Regions from separate parts of the Sus scrofa genome. Here all the other regions are linked to region 4. The links are chromatin contacts, called in public Hi-C and HiChIP or PLAC-seq maps. All regions are on one chromosome and are shown on one strand. Each heading gives the region's core, a stretch centred on a gene start, on an enhancer-like site or on the middle of the called end of the contact. The rest is flanking DNA. Distances are from core to core; before and after follow the strand shown. Region 1 holds the start of DARS (aspartate--tRNA ligase, cytoplasmic). Region 2 has its middle 45 kb from the start of DARS. Region 3 overlaps DARS (aspartate--tRNA ligase, cytoplasmic). Region 4 overlaps THSD7B (thrombospondin type-1 domain-containing protein 7B). Region 5 overlaps DARS (aspartate--tRNA ligase, cytoplasmic). Region 6 has its middle 26 kb from the start of DARS.

Evidence for each region. A called contact is a pair of places that touch in the nucleus more often than the background predicts. HiChIP or PLAC-seq counts read pairs in DNA pulled down with a chosen protein or histone mark.
Region 1: a contact with region 4 is called in a Hi-C map of skeletal muscle, with 14 times the contacts expected there. The contact joins the promoter of DARS here to the enhancer-like site in region 4. A contact is called at or near these places in 3 of 47 Hi-C or Micro-C datasets (fetal skeletal muscle and skeletal muscle) and 2 of 2 datasets of contacts at active chromatin or transcription factors (alveolar macrophages and skeletal muscle).
Region 2: an H3K27ac HiChIP or PLAC-seq map of skeletal muscle shows a contact between it and region 4, with 6 times the contacts expected there. The contact joins two enhancer-like sites. A contact is called at or near these places in 4 of 47 Hi-C or Micro-C datasets (fetal skeletal muscle, omental adipose tissue, retroperitoneal adipose tissue and 1 more) and 2 of 2 datasets of contacts at active chromatin or transcription factors (alveolar macrophages and skeletal muscle).
Region 3: a contact with region 4 is called in an H3K27ac HiChIP or PLAC-seq map of skeletal muscle. The contact joins two enhancer-like sites. A contact is called at or near these places in 2 of 2 datasets of contacts at active chromatin or transcription factors (alveolar macrophages and skeletal muscle).
Region 5: a contact with region 4 is called in an H3K27ac HiChIP or PLAC-seq map of skeletal muscle. The contact joins two enhancer-like sites. A contact is called at or near these places in 2 of 47 Hi-C or Micro-C datasets (alveolar macrophages and skeletal muscle) and 2 of 2 datasets of contacts at active chromatin or transcription factors (alveolar macrophages and skeletal muscle).
Region 6: a contact with region 4 is called in an H3K27ac HiChIP or PLAC-seq map of skeletal muscle. The contact joins two enhancer-like sites. A contact is called at or near these places in 2 of 47 Hi-C or Micro-C datasets (retroperitoneal adipose tissue and undifferentiated spermatogonia) and 2 of 2 datasets of contacts at active chromatin or transcription factors (alveolar macrophages and skeletal muscle).

Annotation. Positions count from the first base shown.
Region 1 is chr15:15,809,235-15,811,934 of Sscrofa11.1, reverse strand. It overlaps DARS (aspartate--tRNA ligase, cytoplasmic), which reads right to left and starts at 1,438. Exons shown (of 16, transcript XM_003133266.5): 1 at 1,193-1,438. The coding sequence starts at 1,258.
Region 2 is chr15:15,764,069-15,766,768 of Sscrofa11.1, reverse strand. No RefSeq gene overlaps it. Among named protein-coding and RNA genes, the nearest start is that of DARS, 45 kb to the left of the region's middle. Within about 2 kb of position 1,283, at least 54 of the 83 cell types and tissues checked have an H3K27ac peak or open chromatin away from gene starts, as enhancers often do. A contact at or near this core is called in retroperitoneal adipose tissue and skeletal muscle, where this site is marked.
Region 3 is chr15:15,834,271-15,837,141 of Sscrofa11.1, reverse strand. All of the region lies in intron 3 of DARS (aspartate--tRNA ligase, cytoplasmic), which reads right to left. Among named protein-coding and RNA genes, the nearest start is that of DARS, 25 kb to the right of the region's middle. Within about 2 kb of position 1,606, at least 2 of the 83 cell types and tissues checked have an H3K27ac peak or open chromatin away from gene starts, as enhancers often do. A contact at or near this core is called in skeletal muscle, where this site is marked.
Region 4 is chr15:15,442,516-15,445,400 of Sscrofa11.1, reverse strand. The region is part of intron 7 of THSD7B (thrombospondin type-1 domain-containing protein 7B); the gene reads left to right. Among named protein-coding and RNA genes, the nearest start is that of THSD7B, 170 kb to the left of the region's middle. Within about 2 kb of position 1,535, at least 9 of the 83 cell types and tissues checked have an H3K27ac peak or open chromatin away from gene starts, as enhancers often do. A contact at or near this core is called in fetal skeletal muscle, retroperitoneal adipose tissue and skeletal muscle, where this site is marked.
Region 5 is chr15:15,855,789-15,858,488 of Sscrofa11.1, reverse strand. All of the region lies in intron 4 of DARS (aspartate--tRNA ligase, cytoplasmic), which reads right to left. Among named protein-coding and RNA genes, the nearest start is that of DARS, 47 kb to the right of the region's middle. Within about 2 kb of position 1,353, at least 9 of the 83 cell types and tissues checked have an H3K27ac peak or open chromatin away from gene starts, as enhancers often do. A contact at or near this core is called in skeletal muscle, where this site is marked.
Region 6 is chr15:15,782,824-15,785,701 of Sscrofa11.1, reverse strand. No RefSeq gene overlaps it. Among named protein-coding and RNA genes, the nearest start is that of DARS, 26 kb to the left of the region's middle. Within about 2 kb of position 1,406, at least 16 of the 83 cell types and tissues checked have an H3K27ac peak or open chromatin away from gene starts, as enhancers often do. A contact at or near this core is called in retroperitoneal adipose tissue and skeletal muscle, where this site is marked.

The DNA of each region.
Region 1 (2,700 bases), core at 189-2,688, 370 kb before region 4:
CTCATAACTAGACTTACACTATCTGCAAAAGTGCACTGCTAGTTTATATAGACAATCAGGTCCAGAATACACAAAAGTAGATTCCTTAAATTTTAGAAGGTAACTTAAGATGTGGATGAAACAGTTTCTGCCACTATAGCTGTCTGCTGGAATTCTCATCTTCATTAGACCTGAAGGATGTAAGATTTTGTGTTTATACTAAAACAAACCAAACAATGTATTAAGGTGCTTACTAAAGTTTTTTTGTTTGTTTTTGGCAAATAACAAAAAATACACCTTAAAGATATTCAGTCCTAATAAAAAGATAGTCATACAATGTAGCAAGACCGCAGCATAAATAAGTTACAGCATGTGAAAAGAAAATAAGAGGTCACTTATTAATACCGTTCATACTTCAGCAAACCTTATTCCATCTAACAGTCTTAAGATAACCTATTCCTTAGGTAGTTTACGATAAATTCATATTTCCTCAACAGAAAAATTAGGAGCCAGATAGGGATCTCGGTTTTACCAACAGCACGCATTAACTTGTAGGTTTCAAAACTTTCATTTCCAGATAGCACTGAAGGACCACAGATGATTTTGGGGGCACTTCATCTCAAATGCATTCTCTGCAAACTTCCCTACCTATTTCATGGGTTACTTAAGAGAAAAAAAGGAAATTTTAAAAATGACAAGTGTTCTCTAAGGCTGTCGCATGGAAAACGGCCATTAAACATTTTGGCAGATCGTTTTACTAAGTACTGTCATAACTTGAAACACATTAGGAACACACGAGCTGTGCGAAAATCGATTATCAGTGGACATTAAAATTTTCCGGGGAAAGAGACGGATTACGTGAAGGACGTGCCTAACCCAGGGAGGTTTAAGTGACCTCGCCGCTCCTACTTCCGGGGCACTTGGTACTTTAAGTCCACCCCAGCCCAGCGACACGCTTCTCCTAGGCCAGGCCTCCTAGGCGCCGCAGTGAGAAATGCGATCCGTAGTGCCTCTGGCCACGTTGCTCAGACAAGGACCTTGGAGGCCCGGTGAGCGTTCTAAGAGCGCGAACCTCAGGCATGCGGCCTGTAGTCAAAGTGCCGATAGGGATCCAGAAGTCAAAGCCCCGCTATCCCTACTCCCTCCCTCCGCGCGGTCCCGCCCGGGGCGGGGGGGGGGTCCTGCGCTCCCAGGCCCGGGAAAGAAAACCCACTTCCGCCGCGTCCATGATGTCCCGCGGCTTCTCCTGACTCTTGCGGCTGGCGCTGGCGCTGGGCATCTGGACAAATGGACAACTGGACAGGGAAGCGATCACCACCCTCCCTCGCAGGCTTCCGTAGGGCAGGCCAAAGGGGCTTCTCCCTCCCGCAGTCTCCGCCCTCCCTGCACTCCAGTCACAGCACACACGTTCGTACTCCGCGTGGAGGGTCGGCTGCGGAAAGATCGCGAGAACTGCAACTCTCTCGAGATCTTGGAGCGCTGGGAGGCTGATAGCGCGCTCCAGTGTCGTCTTCTTGCCCCGCCCTTATGGGTGTTGGGAATCCCCGGGAATTCGTTATAGTCTCGCGGGAATGATTCTTGAGTAGAGGAGTCTCAAAGCCTTAGTTGGCACAAACTTGAGTCTTTTCGCTTTTCAGGCCTATCCCAACTACAGCCTTTACTGTGTCGTCTTTTCTGCCCTACTTACTCTTCTTGGCTTTAACTGCAGACTGTTCACCAAAACATCCACCCAACTCGAGATACGACTTTTCCTCTCATGGACTTATCCGCCTCCAACACTGTCCAGCGGGAGTATAGGTGCCTGGACTCATGGGAGACCTCTTCTCAAAAAGCTGCTCTGTGTACTGGGTTATAGGCAGTTGGCTTGCTAAGGTAGGATTGGGTACTGGTACCCAAGTTAAAAGTGAAACTGGAGTTCCCATCGTGGCCCAGTGGTTAACGAATCTGACTAGGAACCATGAGGTTGCAGGTTCGATCCCTGTCCTTGCTCATTGGGTTAAGGATCCGGCATTGCCGTGAGCTGTGGTGTAGGTCACAGACGCGGCTCGGATCCTGCGTTGCTGTGGCTCTGGCGTAGGCCGGTGGCTGCAGCTCCAATTTGACCCCTAACCTGGGAACCTCCATGTGCGGTGGGAGCGGCCCAAGAAATGGCAAAAAGACAAAAAAAAAAAAAAAAAAAAAGTGAAGCTTAAGCACAATGGCAAAAATCCTACATAACTGCCTGATTGCCTGGACCTGTTGCATCGTTAGAGGCAATGCATAGTGTTGCTTGTCCAATGAATGAATCTCTATATAGTTCGGCTTTTTTTTTTAATTGTCATTCATAAGCCGCTTATTGCAATTGAAAGTAATTTGGGGGCGTAGTTAAATGCCGTCTCCTCTGCTAGCCGTCTTTGCACTCCGTCAAGTTTTAACTACCTTACTAGTCTTAGCCTGTGACAAAGTGGCAGAGTTTTACTTGTTCAGGAGTGCAGATAGACCCCAATGCAAATGAAAGGGCTCTAGAGGCTACCACGTTCAGATCCCGGGGTACAATAGTGAGGAGACACATAGTCCCTGCCCTCAGCTTACCTTCTCATTGCAGGTATGAAGTAGAGGTACCAAGTACTATGCAAGTTTTTTTGAGGGCATTTACCTCAGACTTCGCTGAGGAAGTGATACTTCAGCTAAATTCTAGAAGAGTCAGCCAGGTGAAATGGGGCCTAAAGAATATTCAAGGCA
Region 2 (2,700 bases), core at 34-2,533, 320 kb before region 4:
AAATAAAATGTGGAATTTTATTTAATAATGAATTCTGCATTAAAAATAAGTTGTAGCTGTGTAGTTAAATCCCTCTCAAGACAGACCAAACTTATTTCATCATGGCTGTGTTTTAGCAGACTATTATTGAGAAGGGAGTGGGAATATAGAAACACAAAGATGGTAAGAGGCTTCAGGTGCAAGGTATACCTGGATTCCCACACTGTTAGAAGCCAGTGTGCTGAGATTTCCCCTGGCAGAAGAAAGCACTGTGGGGGTAGCCCACACCTGGGAACCCCAGCTGAACAGCAGGCATTTCACCTAATAGGATTTTTAAAAAAGGCAGAAAGGTTAGTGTTACCTTCGTGAACTTCTCCCTCAGCAAATCAGCAAATAAGAACTGGTATCAAATAGCTAATATGATACACTTTGTCCATGTTACACTGTTGAAGAAAAATACTTTCAGGTCTTACAATGTTTTTCCTTGGGAGGAGACCCCCCCTCCAGCTTTTATGTGCAAGTGCTTCTAAGCATGACTTAAAAATTCTCTTCCCAATTCAATACCAAACTTTCCCAAATCCAAACACGATGCTGAACAGTGGATCAAGGTATAGAGGTGGTGAGTTAAATGTAACTCTTCAGACTGGAGGACATGGGAGCACTGGCAAATCCCAGCGACTCAGGCTGACTTCGGCCCCTGAAGTTTGGGGCGTTTGGCAGACACGGAAGAAAATCTCCCTTCATCTCCTAAGTTATTTGAATGCCATGGCAACAGCAGCCTCAAAAACTTGAGAGAGAGAGAGAGGATGGGGGAGTGGAGGATGGTTGAGAAAGAGATAAGAAAAGATGACCAAGTAGGCCTGGGATTTTTTTAGATGGGCGCTAAACGTGGGAGAGAAGGAAGCAAGTGGGGAGGAATGCCCAAGACCGCCGCTGGAGTGATCTCACACCAGCCAAAAGGCAAACGAGAGCCTGGCAGCCAGCTGAAAGGAACAAAGGCGGTCGGTGGGCGGATGTGGTGAAGGGAGGGAGGGAGAGGACTCGCCCACGCTTGCGAAGCGCTTCAGCCTGCCTGTCACAGACTCTGAGTTCTGGCACCGAGAGGGCACGCATCGCAGTCACAAAGACTCTGGCCCGAAGAACGGCCTGGCGCGTAATTTAATGCAGCCCCCGTGACTATACTGGAGTTGTAGCCTTTTGTGTTAGCTACAACAATGGAGAGGGAGAAATCAGGCCACAGGCTCAAGGCGCAGACGGGCTGGTGCGGATGTGTCTCGGCCCTGGCGGCATCGTGTGCTGCCTCTCAGGCCGTTGCCCGGCAACCGGACGCCGCCCGCCTGTGCCTGTGGAGCCCATTGAAAGCCGAGGTAGTGGGTGAAAGGGAGAGCCGCGGTGTTCACAGGCCAGGCTGGGAGAAGAGGAAACAAAGGATAGGGAGCTGGGTCGGGGATTGCATGTGGCCAGGGGAAGGCCTCACACTGTACACAGAGGAACACTGGGAGCCTCCTTTCTGAAGGGTCCAAGTTGGTATCCTGCCTTGGTCCGCCGCACGTGGACTGCTTGAACAAATATAGCTTTTCCTCCATCTTCAAGTTCACAGCATTCCTAGCCCAGATGTTGCATTAAATTGTCTGCCTATTGTGTAAAACATGTAAACAATCCCAAACAAACAACAAAACAAACCCTGTTCAAATGGCCAGCTGAAATTCATTTGTTAGCTGAAATATTTTCCAAAGTAGGATCGTGCACCTGGTGGTTAAACAGACTCTCACTATACAAAAAGTGTTTGCTAAATGCAATATGGTATCCTGGATTGCATCGTGAAACATTAGTGGAAAAACTAGTGATGAATAGTCTGTGGTTTATTTAACAGTAATGTAGCAATGTTAATTTCTTAGGTTTGACTAGGAGTCAGCAAACTTTTCTATAGGAGACTAGAAAGTAAAACTTTGGGCTTTGTGGGTTCTATGGTCTCTTGGTGCAACCATTCAACTCCACCATAATAGTGGTAAGGGTCTATAGACAATATGTACAATAATGGGTGTGGCTATATTCCAATAAAAATTTTTAAGGATACTGAATTTTGAATTTCATATGCTTTTCATGTGTCATGAAATATTATTCTTTTGATTTTTTTCAACCATTTAAAAATATAAAAACTCTTCTTTGCTTGCAGCCTCTACAAAAACAGGCAGCAGGCTGAATTTGGCCAGCAGGCTGCTATGTTTGTCATCATTGGTTTAGACAAATGGACCAAGATTATGAAAGATGTTAACATTACAAAAAATTGATGAAGGATATATGAGAACTCTCTGTACTTTCTTTTCAACTTTTTTTTGTAAACCTAAGATTATCCCAAAATAAATAAATTCGTTTAAACTTATTTAAATGGCACACTTTTTAGAGGGAGTGTTTGAAAAGGGCTTTGTTAAGGGGAGTGGGAAAATCAGAGTTGTGTGTGTATGTGTAAGAGACATAAAAGAATATTTTTCTAGTATTCATTGACATACAGTACTAAAACTTCCCCAAATGAAACTCCTTGCTACACCACCATATTGGTAATCAAGCCATTAATATCAAACAGCCTGAAAACAAAATAGCATTCTGTAGCACAGAACTCTTTCACCCTGAGGGCTGGGTGAAGAATATTTTCAGCTCCCATTGAATTAGGATGGGAGACACCAAGACAAAGAATCAAACCCATTTTACTCTAATAAGAAA
Region 3 (2,871 bases), core at 357-2,856, 390 kb before region 4:
GCACTGACCTGACTGTACCACAATCTTGGGATGAACTCCAATGCTACACCAAAGAGAGAATGGAGAGCTCTATAGGACTTAAAAAGTATAAGCACAAAACAAACAAACAAACAAAAGAAAATATTTACATAAAGAAAAAAAGCATATGGCTATAAAAAAAAAATCTATTACATTAGCTTCCGAAAAGCTTAATTTGCTGCTTTAAGTAGCTGTATACTTCAAAGGAGTATAGTTTAATCAATATTACATAATTTCCTTTTCAAAAAAATAAAATAAAAAAATAAAAACGGTAAGCACAGGAAAGTGTCTTTAGGACAGCACTAAGGGGTAACATTTAATCTAAGGTAAAAAGTAAAAGTGGGTTTTTAATCAAGACACAGGATCATATCCTTACTATCTCTTCCTATGAAGGGGTCTACAGGAAAATTATTAAACCACTTTATGCCTCAGTTCTTCATCTGCAAAATGGAAAAATTACAAGTATATTACTCATGGGGTTTTCTTGAGTCTTCATGTAAAATCTTAAGGATTATGTGAGCAATATGTTTAGAGTTGTGACAATCTCCCAATTAATGTTAGCTCTGAATTAATGTTAATTATTATTACTATTAACAGCACTGCTGCCACTGCCTACTTATTTGAGGACTGATTACCATTTCTACTTCTCAGCTGGATCACTATGTCCAAAAACTATGGTGGGTGCTGGGAACACTAAGTAAATATTTGTTAGACACTCATGAGAGATGATTATGTGAAAAAAGTGATCCAACCAAATAGAGTACAATCATAATTTTGTTTGTATAAGAAGTATATAAAAATTGACTGTGTAAGAAAAAACCACTAGAATGTGATATTGATTGTAGAGGAAGAAAAAACATCAAAATGTGGCTACTAATGGACAGTGAAATTAAAGAGAATTATTCTGTTCTTCATGTATATTTTCTTATTTTCGTTTGTTCTTTCTTTCTTTCGTTCGCTTTTTAGGGCCACATCTTTGGCATATGGATATTCCCAGGCTAGGGGTCAAATCAGAGCTGTAGCTGCTGGCTACACAAGAGCCACAGCAATGCCAGATTGAAGCTGAGTCTGTGACCTACATAATGGCTGTCAACAATCTGGGATCCTTAACCCATCAAGTGAGGCAAGGGATCAAACCTGATCCTCATGGACACCAGCTGAGTTCATTACTGCTGAGCCACAATGAGAACTCCTCTTCTCCGTATTTCCTGAGCTTTCTATAAGCATGTATTACTTTTTTTTTTTAGGGCCACACTGGAGGCATATGGAAGTTCATAGGCTAGAGGTCAAATCAGAACCGTAGTTGCCAGCCTATGCCACAACATAGGATCCGAGCCGAGTCTGCAACCTACAACACAGCTCACAGCAACACCAGACCCTTAAACCCACTGAGTAAGGCCAGAGATCAAACCTGAGTCCTCATGAATGCTAGTCAGATTTGTTTCTGCTGAGCCATGACAGGAACTCCTACTTTTTTAATCAGAAAAAAAAATTTTTTTTCAGAGACAATACAATCAGAGAGATAGGTACAGAAGAACGGTAAGGACTGAAAGAAAATCATGGCCATGCTCCAGATTCAACACAAGCAGTAAGTAAGACTGGGAAGTTCAAGAGGCTAAACATAGAAGCAAACATATTCCTAACATCTGACATGCCTGCTAGGGAAAAGAAATCATGAAATCAATAGCTATGGGTGAAGTGAAGAATGTTCAATGTTCTCTTTTAATGTTTAATGTGTTTGTTTATATAGTTCTAAAATTTTAATTTTTTAATTTTTAAAAAAGCCAACAGAGGGGAGGAGAGGGGTAAAGAGTCAAGCCCAATACCATCAGCATATTATAAACCTACGGTAAGTAAAAATGTACAAGGAGTTCCCATTGTGGCTCAGTAGGTTAAGAACCCAACCAGTATCCATGAGGATATAAGTTTGATCCCTGGACTCATTCAGTGGGTTAAAGGATCCCACATTGCCCCAAGCTGCTGCGTAGGTCACAGATGTGCTCAGATCTGGCATTGCCATGGTTGTGGTGTAGGCCAGCAGCTATGGCTCTAATTTGATCCCTAGCCTGGAAACCTTCATGTGCTGCCAGTGCAGCCCTAAAGAGACCCAAAAAAACCCCAAAAAACAAAAAAAAACAAAACCCCAAGAGAATCAAGAGAATCAGCCAGATATATGTATGAAGCATAAGAAAGAACTGACAAGACTCTAATAAAAGAGATTCTAATTTTAGATGGAATTCAGGAGATAAACTAAAAAACTTAGTAAAAAATGGAACTGAACATTAAACTAAACAATAGAAAAGGGAGGTCTAAGTTAAAAAATCAGAACATCTATATACAAAAAAACCACTGGGAAAAGTATCTGCATAATCTATGAGTTAATACCTTTAATACATAAAGACCTTAAAGATTTATGAATAAAGAACACAGTAAGCCCAATATATATATATATAGGTAATAGACCACAACAAATAATTTGAAAACAAAACAAAACAAAAAAACCCCGTAATAAATAAATATAAGGAGAAAAATGTTATGGGGAATGAAAGTAATGCAGGTTGAAGCAAACAATGACACACTATACTTCTCATATTAGCAAAAATTTTAAAATACACAGTATTATCCAATGCTTGGGAGAATTAAGTGAAACGTGTTCGTTTCCACTGTGGCGCACTGGAAGTGAATCTGACTAGTATCCATAGGGAGGCTGAATCCCTGGCCTTGCTCAGTGGTTTAAGGATTTGGTGTTGCCATGAGCTGTGGTATAGGCCACAGACAGGGCTTGGATCCTGCATTGCCGTGGCTGTGGTGTAGGCTGGCAGCTGCAGTTCCAATCTGACCCCTAGCCTGGGA
Region 4 (2,885 bases), core at 286-2,785:
AGGTGTCAGAGCTGGGAGCAGAACTCCAGGTGCAGATTAGAATACAAACACCTGCTTGCCTGGCATCTACAAGCAGCACCCCAGAGTGACTTCACCGACATTTTCTGGGAAGGTAGGATCTGGGGTTTGCTTTGCAAAATCTTAAGCCTTGTAAAGAGAGTGGGTAAGGCAGCTTAGTGCGGTGGCCAGTGCTCCAAGCTTTGGGAGGAGGGCCAAGCTGGCTTCCACATCCCTTATACCACGTGGGAAGTTATTTGATCTCACTGGATATCGTTTTCTCCAGGTGTAAATTTGGGACAGTATAGCCTACTTATGGAGTCATTTTAAGAATCACATGAAAACAGACAGGTATGTAGTAGGCACTCAGTAGACAGAGCTCTCCTAAGTCTTTGATTTCAGAGGGCTGAGCTGGAAGAGGCAACGAGTAATAAACATCTTGACTTGCAGACTTATGTTTCGGCCTCTTTCTCTCCCTTAAGGTTGCTGTGTATTAAAGGGGAGCCCTGGGTGGAGGGCATCCCCGGGGCCATGAGAGCCCTGTTGATTACAGGACCGCAGAGATGCTGGCTTAGAACAGCAGCATCAGATGGCCACACTAGAGAACCAAACACAAGGCTTTACTACTGAACTGCTGCTGTAGATTGGGCTGAAGTGAGCTGTAAAGGGATGCCCTGTGTGCGTGAGAGATGCTTGCTATTTATGGGTTGGCTGGAGGCATTCCTCCCAGAAAACTGGCTGAGTTCAAGTGTGGCAGCGAAGCAACCAGGCAGGAGGTCACTGTGCAGGCATTGAGGGTCCAGGTTTTGGTGCAGATGGGAGAGCAAGAAACAATCAGTGTCTGCAGAAATGGAGCAGGTGGCTGTGGAGGCTAAATTTGGAATTTTTCTTTCTTTTTGATTTTTCTTTATTAAAGTATAGTTACAGCATTCTGTCAATTTCTGCTGTATAGATTTGGAATTTTTCTGAATCCTAGTGTGAAACGCTTTTCACGAATCACAGGCCAATTTTCCTACAGTGTATTCATCTCATTGCGTGGGGGCATTTATAACTGAATGGGTAAGAATCTGAAGGAGGGAAAAATCATCTTGGTAGCCATGCAATGGGTATGTAGGGGAAAGACTTGCAGCTGTGAACTCAGATTTTGTCCTGAGTTAGAATCCAGATCTTCAGCTTCAAGCTGGGTGAATTCGGGCTGGTTACATAACTCATCCCTGAGTTGCATCTTACAGTAAGATGGGGTTCCTAAAAGACCCGTCTCCCAGGGCTGTTGTGAGGATCGACAGGGATAAAGCAGGCAAATGTTTAGCAGAATGCCTGGTTGATTTCGAGTGTTGCATGTTAACTAGTGTTTCAATAAAGAGCTTTTTTCTTGAGGGCCCCTTGTGTGGGTTTTTAGCTATGTGACCTTCAAGAGGTCACCTCTTCTTTCTGGGACCAAATACTTCAGCTATTTTGCAAGCAGAACTGGCCCCAGGGCCATGAAGGTGGGGGCATGTGTCAGATGGCTCTGCTCTGTGGTTCTGGATGTGACAGACAAAGCCATTCGTTAGCAGGCTGGGTTGGAGGTGGGATGCTTAGACCCGTGCATCTGTGAAGGGCAGGGAGGGGGTTCTGAAGCTCATCAGAAGTTTGTTTGGAAAGGAGTGTGTCTTCTGAGAGGAAATGTGGAGGGGATGCGGTGTGGCAGCAAGAAGCAGAGGCGCTGATGAAACTCCGAGGTCGTATTTCTCCAGCTGCCAACTTGGGTCCAGATTTGCAAGTGAGGGTGCATTTGCACCTGTCATGAATGACCTCACTTGACTTTGGGATAAGCTGCTGAGGCAGCCACAGCAACTGGGGCCTGGAAAGCAGCCCTGCTGTTTATATAGGGACCCACTGTCCAAAGATTGCCCATCTTCATTTATAAATCACACATTTATTAAACACTCTATTCCAGGTGCAGGGAGAAGGGTTGTGGAGACTCAAGAGTGAACAAATAGGTACAAGTCTTGCTCTCAAAGACCTTTCAGTCCAGTAGGGAATAAAGACAATTAGTAAGTAATGCTCACATATATGCATCATTGAGATTTTGGCCATGAAGCAAACATTAAATGGTATAAGGCTGTAAAATAGAACAAAATCCAATTTAGATTGGGGATTTGGCAGGAACAAAATGAAAGTTCAGTGAGTTCATATGAGAGACTTGAACTGAAGTGGAGATAATTTTTGTTTTTAAACACAAAGCCCCGTTTCATGGACAGGTATGACCCATGGGAAAGCAGTTGGCCGGCTTCCTGATACTATTGTCCAAATACACACAGTCTGTGCCTCCCTCTGCTTCATTCTCCACCCTCCTCAGTCACTCCCTGCTCACACCCTCATTCTGCTACATACAACCTTCTCAGCTCTCCTGCTCCCCCAGCTCCCTGGCCCTCTAGATGTTTCTCAGGGCGTTCAGAATGCTCTTTCCCCCTTGACTCCCCCTTAGCGACACAGCACCCTGTCCCCTTACTGCTGTGTGGCCTCCACATGTGTTTATTTATTTGTGTGTGCAGTGCATTTGCACAAACGCCAGTGTAGCACCTGCCCTGTAGCCATCTCGATGGGCCATGGAGTCAGCTGGCCCTGTCTGCATGAGCCATCAGGGATCTAAGCCTCCAAACTGCTCATCCTGAGTAAGTTTAAGCTGGCATACACAGAAGTTAAAGGGCCCCCCTGGTCACTGGATGGGAATCTAGGACTTGGATCGTGTCTTATTATTCAGTCTTTGGCATTTATCAGGATGCCTGTTCTAAAGTCAGAATCCAATACGTCTTTTCTTGTAAACGGTTTGTTCTTCCAGTTGGACCGAACATGTGCTCTCCCACGTCCTTTCCTTTACATGCTTCAGGCAGTGGATGTAGCAC
Region 5 (2,700 bases), core at 104-2,603, 410 kb before region 4:
CATTCAGATCTTGGAATGATGTCAGCATGATGCTGGCTGAGCTGGCCAAAGGCAATTCCCCATGTAAAACTATTAATTAAAACTCTCAGGTGGTAACTGAAACCACAGAAGTGATCTGAAAAGAGAAGGAAGAAAAATGCCAAAGTGATAACTGGGAGAGAGTGGAATTCCTGGGGCAGTTGGCACAATACAAAGGGCAAATACGTATTAGGAACATCTGTCCTGGACTCCTTGTTTATCTACTATCATAAACCCTAGTTAACTTACATATTAAGTTCTCATGGCTAAAGTCCCTAGCCAAAATCTTGTAAAACTAATAACCAGAATCTAAAGAGTTTAAGACAAAACAAAAACATTTAAGTTTCATAAGAAAAATTCTACTCATTCTAATAAGGAACTGGGTCCTTAGTAGTTGTGGTGTTATTTGACAAGATTCCAGAAATCTAACAGTGCTTATTTTACAGAGAAGAACACCACAATCCATTTCAATGAACATGTGGGTTTGGAAAAGGATCAATATGAGGATAATAGGAAAAAGTGGTGAAGAAAGAAACATTTTCATTTCCCTTTGCTACACTGCCCAGAATTCTATAATGTCTGTTACCAACTGCCTTAAAATGAAAGATATCAATAGTGAACACATCTCTTGCACTCTCATAAATCTCGTGTACTAGAACTATCACCTAGTATCTGGCAAGAAATCTTGTGTACTGAAGAAACTCAGAATTTATTATGGTTAAGAGGTAGCTGGTAGGGCATTCCCGTCATGGCTCCGTGGAAACGAATCTGACCGGCATCCATGAGGATGCAGGTTTGATCCTGGCTTTGCTCAGTGGGGTAAGGATCCGACATGGCTGTGAGCTGTGGTGTAGGCCAGCAGCTGCAGCTCCCATTCGACCTCTATCCTGGGAACCTCCATATGCTATGGGTGTGGCCCTAAAAAGACAAAAGACAAAAGACAAAAAAAAAAAAAAAAAAAAAAGGTAGTTGGTGAACTGAGATAAAGCTCCTAAGACCTGAAGGGATCAAGAAGCTTCAGTTTATTGTTAAAAGGGCTTTCTAATACTGGCAATCTAAAGTTGTTGAATCTTTCTTCACTGTGACTGCCACCCACCACTGTTATATCTGTTTGTATGGTAAACTTGATACCTGAGTATATAATTTATGCCTTGTGAGAATTCTGTTGCGTATCTCACATGTTTCCATGAGGAAGATTTGATATATGTGATCAGTGTATTGCTTCAAGGAGCAACCTGACCTGCCCCAACTAGAGCTCCCCCCTATGACTGTCCATCTCCGTCCCTGGCCCATTTGGTTCTCTTACCTCACTACCCTGGACTCCCTAGTGGGAGGCCTTACATTATTAGAGAGTTTTCTTCAAGCAAACTCAAGTTAAACATATCTACTTTCAATGACTAAACAAGTATCCTGCCAGAAAGAAGCTGGAATGTGGCCAAATACACTCTGCCGGAGGCTAGCCAAAAGTCTAATCAAAGAAAACAGTATTTTTTTCTTCTTTCTCTTTCTCAAAAGTAATCAGATGACTCTTTTTTTATCCAGCACCTGAACCCTGGAACTAAGTCTATCTTTAGTATATTAATTCAGCAATATTATGTGTTAAAATACTTGATCGGTTAGACTAGAAAACAACCACTGATTTTAATACTTTCCAGTACTAAACAACTCACAAAAGGAACTTGAAAGTCTGATCTATTTCTTAAACTAGGCGCGAAGCTAAACTTGTGCTATCACAAATTGGTCTACTGAATAAATCAGAAAGAAGATAGGATTAACTAGATACATAAGATTCTTATAATTAATATTACCTTGGCCAGGTGCCCATGGCATGTGGAAGTTCCTGGGCCAGGGATCAAACCCATGCCACAGCACTTATAATTAATTTTTTTTCAGTATTTCCCTTATTATTTCTAGTAGCTATATGCTAGTAACAGAATAGCAGACTTAGATGTTAGTAAAACCATTCCGTAATTTTTTAAATCTTAGATAATTTAGTTCTAAAATGTCTATCTCTATTATATCTGTAGATATATATACCTATTGTGGACATGAATGACTTCAGAAGAAAAAACATTAAAACAACTTAAAAAGGTCAACTTTGTGAAAACAGGGTCAGACTAGAACTTGCTAGTTAAAACTAGTAAAAGGTTACATGAGAGTTTTACATGTATGTGTGTGTGTATAGTTTGAGTCAACACAAGAGGGACAGGAATACTTGAATAAGCTAACTGCTAATAGAAGGCTAAAATTCCACTTTGTAAGAGTTCCCATCATGGCACAGCAGAAACAAATCCCACTAGGAACCATGAGGTTGCAAGTTTGATCCCTGGCCTCGCTCAGTGGGTTGAGGATCTGGTGTTGCCCTGAGCTGTGGTCTAGGTCACAGAGGCAGCTTGGATCCGGCAGCTGTAGCTCTGATTAGACCCCTAGCCTGGAAACCTCCATATGCCACAGGTGCGGCCCTAAAAAGCAAATAAATAAATAAAAATAAGTAAATAAATAAAATTCCACGTTGCAGAAAAAGTTTATTTAACATTGATTTTAACTAATACTGTATGTGTAAGACGGTTTAACACTTTACAGTACTTTACAGTACACTTGACTGCTGCCATAAAGAGGCCCTATTAAAAGTTTGTTTTACATTTGGGAACTAACATGCCAGTATGCTGCATTTTGAAAGGC
Region 6 (2,878 bases), core at 157-2,656, 340 kb before region 4:
CAAAATATTAAAACATTTATCTCTAAAGAGTAGTGGTAAGATCATGCATGGCAGGTAGTCTCCAAAGATGGTCCCCAGTGAGCCCTGCCTCCTAGTATTTGTGCCCTTTTATTATCTACCTCCCATGTATCTAGGCTGGTCCTGTGTAGCTAATAAAATGTAGCAGAAGTAGGGGCATAGAAAGCCTCACAATGTCCACCTGAAACACTTGTTCTAGGGGAAGCCAGCTGCCATATAAGAGATCTGACTCCCTGGAACCTCCAGGTTTTCTTTCTTTCTTTCTTTTTTTTTTTTTTTTGCTTTTTTTGCTTTTTAGGGCTGCACCCGAAGCATATGGAGGTTCCCAGCCTAGGGGTCAAATCAGAGCTACAGCTGCCATCTATGCCACAGCCACAGCAACGTGGGATCCGAGCCACATCTGTGACCTACACCACAGCTCCCGGCAACGACAGATCCTTAACCTACTGAGTGAGGCCAGGGATGGAACCCGTAACCTCATGGTTCCTAGTCAGATTTGTTTCTGCTGCATCCACAACAGGAACTCTCCTGGAACTCCCAGGTTGTGAGAAGCCTAACCTATCTTCTTGGAGAGAAAGAGATGTCTGATAAGCCCCCAGTTCCCCCAGCCATTCCAGCTCAGGAACCAGGCACATGAGAAAAGAATATTCCTTAGATGTCCAGCCCCAGCCACCATCTAGCACCAAACAGCCCAAGTAAGAACTACCTAGAGGAGCCAAGCGTTGTTCCTGCTCAGGGAATCATGACAGATAGTAATAAATTGTTCTTTGAAGCCACTCAGTTTTGTGGTTTGTTAGGCAATGATGGTAAACTAGAACACCAGGGCCTTTTTTTTTTTTTTTTTTAAAGAAAATCTAGTATTTATAAATACAGCTTTTAAAGTTTTTTTTTTGTGTGTTGTCGTTGTCATTATTTTTCCTTTATAGAGTACTCTCTGTAATATAGATTTCTAGCTCAGTCCTTTAATGAGGTCTATGACCTTGAGCAAGTCTCTTTATAATAATGTCACTGAACTTCATGAGCCTCAGTTCTAAAATGAAAGGTTGGACTAGTTAATCACCAAATTGTATCAGTCCCTTCAAACCGTCAGAGAAAAATTGAAATTCATCTGACAAGTTTTTAACTTGCACTAAAATTTTACAGGCGCAGGAATTTTTAGTGAAGCAGTGAATGCCAGGGAAGTGCTGAGTCAGCATAATACTGTCTGTTAACAGGGGAAAAAAAAGAATCAGGAGCTGCTATAAATCTGATCCTTTGGCTTCTTCTCCCTGAAGCAAAATTCAAAGAGATGATTATCTGTAACAAAAGACAGGATTCTTATTCCCCGCCCCAAATCTGTTGCTCAAGTCTGTGAGTGACTTCAGGACATTTGGCAGAATATTCAGTGTTGCATAGTTGAATCAGTCTCCGGAAGATCCCTGCACACAAATGCTAAGTTTAGGGCCAGTGAAGGGAGTGATTCCTAGAGGAAATAAACTCCCGCCTGAGAACAACAGCTGAAGTAAAATCCCATAAGCCAGGAAAACAGCCACACAATCACAGTAACAGGTGGTCGGTTTCAAAACAAATTTCAAGGTCTGACACTTGCGGCACCTGCTCTAGAACCACAGACGGCGGTGTAACTCTGTCTGGGTCCGAGTTAGGTCATCCCTGCCATGCTCGGAGGAATATTAACTACCTTTATTAGTTGAGCTAAGTCATGGTAGGTTAGGTGACTGTGGTAGTAACCCTTCTGTTCCCTGTCAGAATGGAAGAGGAAATGAGAGAATTTGGGATCCAGAAAGGAACACGGAGATTAACTAATTCTTTTTTTTTTTTTTTTGTCTTTTTGCTTTTTCTAGGGCTGCACCTGAGGCATATGGAGGTTCCCAGACTACGGGTCTAATGGGAGCTGCTGCTGCCGGCCTATGCCACAGCCACAGCAACATGGAATCCAAGCCACGTCTGCGACCTACACCACAGCTCAGAGCAACGCCAGGTGCTTAACCTGCTGAGCAAGGCCAGGGATCAAACTCACAACCTTTTTGTTCCCAGTTGGATTCATTTCCGCTGTGCCACGAAGGGAACTCCACCATTGCTACTCTTATGGTTAATTCTTCTTGGTAAGGGACAATATCTTAAGACATTTCTGTATCTCCTGCAGCTCCTTGCATAGGGTCAATGCTGACCATTACTTAACTTCAACGGAATTATGTTCAGGCAGCTTTGTGAAAGTCTATTGAGGAGCACCTGTATCAGAGCACCCGAGGCCTTGTTCAGTGTGAAGATTTCTGGACCTCCTATCCTGAGAAATGCTGACTCAGTAGGTTCAGGGTGGGGTCCAGGAAGCTACAACATTAGCAAGTGCCCCTGGTGATTTTAAAGCAGGCAGCAGAGGGATTGCTCTTGGAGAAGTCTACTCATGGGTCTGCATTACCAACCTTACTTTATGTTTGACCTTTAATCACTGTTAAACCAGCAACCCAAATCTGCCTGTCCCTTTGATGGATCCCAGATAAAGGTGTGTCAAAGAAGTCACTTGTTACGGTGGGGTGTGCCAGTCACCGCATCTCCCCTCACCACAACATATATTGCCAGTCACCACTTCTGCTGTTGCCACTCACCCCTAAGTTTCCCTTTGTCACTTCCCCTTGCCACCAACTGCCACTATTCCTCTGGTGCCTCACCCTCTGAGGCTGAGTCAGATCCACTGTGGAGCTCTTGAGGAAGCATGTGGGGAAGCACATTTTGGAAGACAGGCTGAGGGCCTTCTCATTGTACATTCACAATCCTATGTCTGGGAGCAAAGGAACACTTCTGATTCTGGCTTCTTCAAGGAGCTCTGCAAACCTGGTTAGAGAATTGGGCCTGTGGTTTGAAT